Regions from separate parts of the Arachis hypogaea genome. Here region 1 is linked to region 2. A link is a contact called in public Hi-C data. All regions are on one chromosome and are shown on one strand. The core of a region is the stretch at or near the end of the contact, and the rest is flanking DNA. Distances in the headings are between cores, read along the strand shown. Region 1 holds the start of LOC112749898 (probable ATP-dependent DNA helicase CHR12). Region 2 has its middle 21 kb from the start of LOC112748068.

What was found. Hi-C and Micro-C count contacts between places; a contact is called where the count stands out from the background.
Region 1: a contact with region 2 is called in a Hi-C map of leaf, with 2.2 times the contacts expected there. The contact joins the promoter of LOC112749898 here to the enhancer-like site in region 2. A contact is called at or near these places in 3 of 8 Hi-C or Micro-C datasets (all in leaf).

The regions. Positions count from the first base shown.
Region 1 is chr15:20,548,294-20,552,164 of arahy.Tifrunner.gnm2.J5K5, reverse strand. LOC112749898 (probable ATP-dependent DNA helicase CHR12) reads left to right here and starts at 2,206. Exons shown (of 12, transcript XM_025798322.3): 1 at 2,206-2,679; 2 at 2,788-2,926; 3 at 3,020-3,087; 4 at 3,501-3,689; 5 at 3,832-3,871. The coding sequence starts at 2,533.
Region 2 is chr15:20,499,941-20,503,692 of arahy.Tifrunner.gnm2.J5K5, reverse strand. It overlaps the pseudogene LOC112749896. Among protein-coding and RNA genes, the nearest start is that of LOC112748068, 21 kb to the right of the region's middle. Within about 2 kb of position 1,517, at least 1 of the 3 cell types and tissues checked has open chromatin away from gene starts, as enhancers often do.

The DNA of each region.
Region 1 (3,871 bases), core at 957-3,456, 48 kb before region 2:
TTCTATTCTACCTATCTCTATGCATCAAATATATGCAAAAACATGAGTACATATAATTAACTTGAAATATATAATTGTGGTGTTGTAACTATTTGTTTGGTACATCGTATCAAAACTCACAATGTCGCCAAAGTGCTCATAAGCAGCACGGCTTCTAGCATCGGCCCAAAAATCATTCTCTATGCAATGTTGTCAATTTAACTTCATAAAAGAAGTTGTGGTTTTGCTGCTACATCCTATGAAAGTATTGCATTAATGATTGCGCATCTCTCTCCTCTTGTATGATTCTGACACATTTTTCTATACGATTCCGAAGATTTTTTCGATAAAAGTCAATTTATCATGGCCACCAGCAGTAGTTGCTAAACTCTGATAGGTGTTCTTCATTGTAACACTAACTTCATCATTGATCTCAGCTATTCGTTTGGCATGCAAGCTTAGTTCCCTTTCTTTTTCAAAGTCTTTGCTATGCTATGACTAACAACATAGTTATGCTGAATATTCACAAAGGTTAACACATATTCCAGCTTCTTATCCCTCTTCACAATTATCCTAGCTTTACAATTTTGCTCGAAAGTTGGATGTGTCTTCTTTAATGGATCAATTTTTATCTTCGATAGCTAGCTCTAGAATATACCAAGATTTGGTCTATTTTGACCTCACTTAGTAGTTCTTATATTCCATGAAAAGTCAACCTTCTTTGTATAATTGGTATAAAAAGCTTCATAATCTTCCATAGAGGGGAATGACATTTTTATGCTTGGAACAACCTAAAACATGGATAATCAAACACTTAAAAACAAGTTAAAAGGTCTTTGATTATTGACAGCAATTTTAGGATGAAAAATAAAAAACCTCATAATTAACAAACTAGAAAAGTAATAAATCAAAAACACTTAAAATCAAATTAGGAATTAAAAATTAATAACATATGAACTAAACATAACAGAAACCTCATCATTTGAGTTTGTGGATTTCATTGAATTCTTACTTTATTTCAATAAGCAGCAACTTTCCTAATCTGACCAATAAAAATAGAATCAAAATCCTAAGAAAAGAAGAACCAAAATAAATTAACGTAATACAATCAAAATAACTCACTAAGAAGAGAACAGTAAACGGTGCTGAGAAAAGCAGAGTGAAGCGATGCATGGAGAACAAAAGAAAGTGAGGAGCAATGCTGCGATCGAAGAGCAGAGTAAAATGCTGCGCGGAGAAGAGAAGAAACTGAAGAGTGAGGTGCAGTGGTGCGATCGAAGAAGAGGAGAGTGAATCGCTGCACTGAGAAGAGAAGAAATCGCGCGATCAAGGAAGAGAAGAGTAGTGGCACGATGAAGAAACTAAGTGGCTTCTGTTTCTAAGGCGCGTCGCGTTATTTACCGTATCTGTATGCACTATTTTACCGTATTTCTACACGGTGGTTGGAATTCGTGACTGAAATTAGTGTACAAATAGCATTTTTGTTCTTTCTCATAGGCTTTGGATTTTTCTTTTTCTTATATTTTAAATGTTTCTTTTTCTTATGTTTTGGATGTTTCTTTTTTTAGGTTTTGGATTATTTTTTTAATAATTTTAAATATTTTTTCCTTAATTTTTAAATGTTTTTCCAATAATTTTGAATGTCTTGTTTTGTTAGGTTTTGAATTTTTTAAAATGATTTTGGATATCTTATTTAGTTGTTTTTATTAGATTTTTGACGTTTCTTTTTATTACGTTTCAGATGTTTCATTTTACTAAGTTTTGGATACTCTTTTTATAATAGTCTTCTTCTTCTTCTTCTTATAAATTTTGGATGATTCTTATTTCTTGTTTTAGACGTTTCTTTTTTCTAGGTTTTAAATGTGTCTTCTTTTCATATATTTTTTAATAATTTTAGGTATTTCTTGCTTTAATTTTTGGTTGTTTTTTTAATATTTTTAGATGTCTTAGATTTTAAATTTTTTTAAATAATTTTAGATACTTTTTTATTAAATTTTTTATGTTTTTTTATTACGTTTCAAATTTTTTATTAGGTTTTAAATATTTTTTTAAAAATTTTAAATATTTATTTTTATTTAATTCTAGATTTTTTTTTTATTTTGGATAGTTTTTTTTTTTTAAGTGTTAGGATATTTTTTTCATTAATAGACATATTTTTCCACTAATTAACTGCAGTTAATTACACCCCTAATTAGTTATCTACCCAAATCATTTGTAAGATCGAGAGGCAATAACGTCTTTTTGTGTCGTTAAGCCGTGTTTGGCGTAAGGAAAAAAGAAAAAATGCAAAAAAGCCATGGGTAAAAAAAGCGAAGAGATATAGAGAGAGAGACTAGAGAGAGTGGGGCGAAGAGACCAGAGAGTATAGATAGAGAGGGTTGAAGAAGAATCTCAAAAGTAGAGGAACTGGAAGGGAGCGAGAGTGCTTTTGTTTAGCGCGCGCTTACACAAAGGCTAAGCTAGCTGCTGCCGAGTCTCTTCTCTTGTGTGACGACTGACTATATTAAAATCAAACGACGTCGGTTGTGAGGGCCCCACTTCCCGGCAGGGGACATGGCTGAGCTGCAGAAGCAACAGCCTTCCTCAAAGGAAGCTCACAGCACCAAGGCTCTCGTCGGCGCACTCAACATCCTCTCCCGCAACCTCCCTCTCCCTCCCGATCTCTTCAACACCGTTTCTTCCATCTCTCACAACTCCTCCGTATTCTCTCTCCCTCCCTCTATCTTGTTCTTCTTTCTATATTTATAGCTTCGAACTTCTCTGACAAGTGTTTGTTTGTTTGTTTCCGCTGCTCTGCTCGTTTCGCAGGCTGAAGATGGTTTGCTGGCGGATCTCGATGATGCGCTTTCGAAGCAGCGATCCAACTGTGCTTCGGGTTTCAAATTGTGCAGAGCTAGAGAAAGCCGTTATCAAAGCCTCACTCAGCATCGCTTAACTCAGCTTGAAGGTTAACAATTTTACTCCAACCCTCTCCTATGACGTTAGGATAAGAGTGTTCATCATTTTAATAAAGAATTATTTTATTATCTCACTGGACCAGGATTGCCTTCAAGCAGGGGAGGAGACGACCTACAGACAAGATCCCTACTTGAATATTACGGATTGAAGGTAAACTGATTCTTGAATCTTACCTCAATTCTTAACTGTAGTCAAATGCTTTGGTAAATTGATCCCTACTATTGTGCAATTAGGTTGTCTTATCTCTTGGGATGTAAATTGGCTTTGCAAATAGGCCTTATTCTTTTGTTTAAGCTTGACAAAAATTAGTTTCTTTGTACGAGATATGAGCTATGAGAAAGAAAACTTCTCTCTAACTGTGCAGCCCTTAAAGTCTGACTTAGTTTGACCTGTTTAAGTTAACAAGGCAAACATTCTACTGATGCAGCATCTGTGTGTACCTTACTCGTTACTATATTGGAAGACAGCATAGTTCAGGACTATTTTATGCTGAAGAAAGTATGTTGTAATTTCTTGGAATAACAAGAATTGTGTCCTTGTTGACAAGGACTTTTTTGTGGCAGCTAGCAGAGTTGCAGAGGATGGTTCGATGTGATGTCAGCTCTGAATACTGGCTCAATGTTATGTGTGCATATCCTGAGAGGCAGTTGTTTGATTGGGGCATGATGCGGTTGCATCGTCCAATGTATGGTGTTGGAGATCCATTTGCCATGGATGCTGATGATAAATTAAGAAAGAAACGTGATGCTGAGGTGATTTTATTTGTGAACTACCCCCTCTTCCCCTGGGCCCTGTCCCTCGGTTTTGGTATACATCTGTTGATGATGTGGTTTAACTGATACAATTAGTGTATGCACGTGAAGTCAGTAATTATACTGCTTTTCTTAAATGCAGAGACTATCAAGATTAGAAGAGCAGGCCAAAAATCATTTAG
Region 2 (3,752 bases), core at 268-2,767:
TTGGTTTGGGGTGTAGTTTGCAGTGCCGCTGTTTTAGTTTAATCTCATTATTCTGAGACTGATGTTTTATTTCTTATGTTCTTTACTTGTTTGGTCACCACATATTTCGTTTTTCCACTTGAAATTCCACAGGTTATTACTCAAATATGGGTGCTGGTACTAGGAGGTCTTGGCTTGGCAGGCCTATTAGACGTATGGGTAAGTACTGCTTAGTCTCGAGATCCTTCTGATTAAAAATTTTCCAGTTTGATGTGTATAATTACACACATGGAGCTCATTCATAAAAATCTTCATATCATTTTTACCCTGATCCCAGACATACCCTTAGCATCAATTTCCTGTAGGCTAGTTTCTAAAACATTTCTGTTATAGGCAGGACATGACTTCCCCATAGTTTTTTACCTTGCCGTGGGTGGATCACTTCTGTCATACATATATTCTGCTCCTCCTTTGAAGGTAAACATTTAAATTCTTCTTATTCTCTTTTCCATTATTGTTAAGTGTCATATTATTATTATTATTTTTTCTTTTATGGTCCTTTTGGCTAAGTTTTTACTTACAATTTAGTTAAAACAAAATGGATGGATCGGAAACTTTGCCCTTGGAGCAAGTGACATCAGTTTACCATGGTACAGTACATTTTGCTTATATAATATTTGTACATTATGAGTTTTATAGTTTTAACTGATAACCTGATTTAGTTAATTCATTGGCTTTGTTTCTTGATTCATGATTTGATCATGTTTGATTTGTTTCTAAAGCATCATTTCTATGATTGAACTGTCTTTGACAAGTTCTTAATCATTTATTGCTGCAGGTGGGCTGGTCAGGCTTTGTTTGGGACACTCACATCATAGTGTCATGATTTGTTGCAAATATCTTTGGTCTGTTACACTGTAGTTGGGCATTGCCATCGTCAACGACTACAAGAGTGTTGAAGGGGATAGAGCTCTTGGGCTTCAGGTCAATTCTGTTATCCTCTTCCTTTCCATTACTGTAACATGAAATTTCAATTTTTTTCAGAAATTCTGGTCTTGCAAATTCACTAACACTGAAGTTGATGCTCTAACCTTTTCTATTGCCAATCTAATATGCACAGTCTCTTCCGGTTGCTTTCGGTACTGAAATTGCAAAATGGATTTGTGTTGGTGCTATTGACATTACACAATTATCTGTCGCTGGTATATTTTTTGTCCCTCCAATACTTAGATATTTGATCTGCATTCGAAGGTTCTTTTTCGTTTTAATGTACATTGCACTCTATCTGGAAATTATTCATCATAGTATCATACTAAACCATTATTGTGTATCTTTATTATTTGTGGGTTGTAACCTTGACATTTTTGGTACACTCACAAATCAATGCATATAAGAATTGGATTTATTAGTGTATCAAAATTGTCAAAACTCAAAAGTCAAACTGCCATTTATATGGAATTGACGGTCTAGAAGGTGGCAGATGATTTATAAGGAAAAAGGTAAATATCTAAAATCCCGCCTCTCTCACTAGTCACTATCCCATCCCTGCTCTTTCCCTATCCTCCCTCATTCCTTTCCCGCCTCTCCCTCTCTTTCTCTCTGTTCTCCCTTTCTTCCTTAAAATCCCTAATCCCTCTGTTTCTTCACCATTCTCTCTCTCTCTCTCTCTCTCTCTCTCTCTCTCTCTCACACACACACACACACACACACACACACACACAGCCGTTGCCATGAACCGAAGGGTTAGAACAACCATCCCTCAACACCACCACAGCTTCCACAAGTACCTAAAACCGGGTGCCCTAGCTCGAATCCGCGATTTGCGCATCATCAGCGCCAGATCTCACCGGATCGGCTCCATCTGCCAGATCCCTCTCCGTCGCACTTCTCCTCCTTCCTCCCCGTTGCATGCGCCGCAGGACACCGCCGCCGCTCAGCCTCAGGCCAACGCTGCCGATTCCTTGGACGGTTTCCCGCTCTTCGTTGCCAGGATCTACGGACCTCGCTGGCCGCAGCGGAAGAAGCTCATGGCCGCCAAGTCCGTTATGTTCGTTCCAGTCAGTCCCGTCGCGGACTCTCCCGATCTGGTCATTGACTCCTTCGGCAGTGACTTCATCATGGCCAATTGAAAACGTTCCTTGGTTTCTGATTTTCTTCTTTCAGAGGCTGTTATTCGGCTATAGTATGTAGAGTAGTTTAGATGTGTAGATCGACGTGCTCTTTGTAGTACTTCTTTTTTATTATATGTGCAAAAGAATTGTTTTAGATAGGGTTCAAACTCAAATTAATAAAGTGCAATTAAATTTCCAACTTCACACACACACACATATATATAGTATTTTAGTTATGGACGTGTTGATGATTTATCTGCGATCATGATGATTGGATTTGAATGGTCGATATATTCGATTTTGAAGAAAATTGGAATTGCAATTTCTGATTTCGGTATTTTCTTTATAATGCAGATTCTCGCAAGGGGCTTAAGATTTCAACAATATGCTTGTTTGTAAGCATTTACTTCAATTTGTTTGATGATCAAAATGATAGGTTCATGTTGAATTTACTATGTTCTGATGCCATTAATAATCAGCGATAATAGTTATATTTATTTTGCCACTTGTGTTTATTAATGTGATAGAGTTATTACTGTTATAATAATGTTGAATTTACTGCTATTAATGTTGACCTAGGGAGTTTATATGTTATTTTAACATTTTCTTTTCTGCATTGTGAAATGACATTCATGTCGGTAAGAATTCTGATTTCTCTGATAAAGCAAGTATGATATAACTTGATTCACTTTACTCTTATTACATGGAAGCTTTGAAAACTCAGGTTAAAATTCTAGGCTTCTTTTTTTTTTTATAATTTTTTCCCTTTTCCCTAATCTGTTTTTTGTTTTTGTTTTTATTTTTAATTTATACTCCATTATTTGTGTTAAAAATCCTATATATTTGAACCATTTTAAATTTGTAATAATGTGTCTTCTGTGGTCTGCATTTCTAATATAGTCTTCAGTTATTGAAGAAATTTAACTATATATGCCTCAATGCCTGGAGATTGTAGAGATTTTGCTTGAACATGAATTGCATAAGGGAGGAAGCAATAACTCTCACATTGAGGTACATGAAAATTTGATCCTAACTTAATACGTTATTTCACTAAGATGTTTGATACATTAATATATTGTGTAATCAATAAAACCAGGACATGTAAACCAATTATATGAACAGGAGTTTGGCTTCCATGTGTACAACTAATTTAGCAAGAGTTGAAGATTTTTTCTTTAAGTAGTTTCCTTGGTGAATCATATTCCCTAACAAGCTGGCAGGATCAAATGAAAAGAAATCATATTCAAGATTTAAAAGAAATCATATGCAGTGAACGCGCTTTATTAATGATCGGGAAAAATGTTTTAGGTTTAGTTTTTCAATTTTTCCTGCAATCGCACTGGATATGGGTGGTGCGTTCAGTAACATTTGGTTGACTCATATATTTTGTTGTTGTTTGTTTCTTTTGTTGTGATTGCTAATTTTTGTTTGTCAAGTTGAAATTTTCTTTTGGAAAGATTGAGTAGGAGGAAGAGGTTTGGTGCTAAGTGTTATAAGATATTCTAGCTTGTAAAGGAATTTACGCAGTTGTTAGCCTTGATTTTCTGACTGAGATTTTCTGCTTTATATCTTTTGACTTTTCATTGAGTGTTTAGTTGGTTACAGTTTGCATACTCTGTTCTAATTTTTCTATTGCTAAGTGCCATTGTTATATGAAAAATT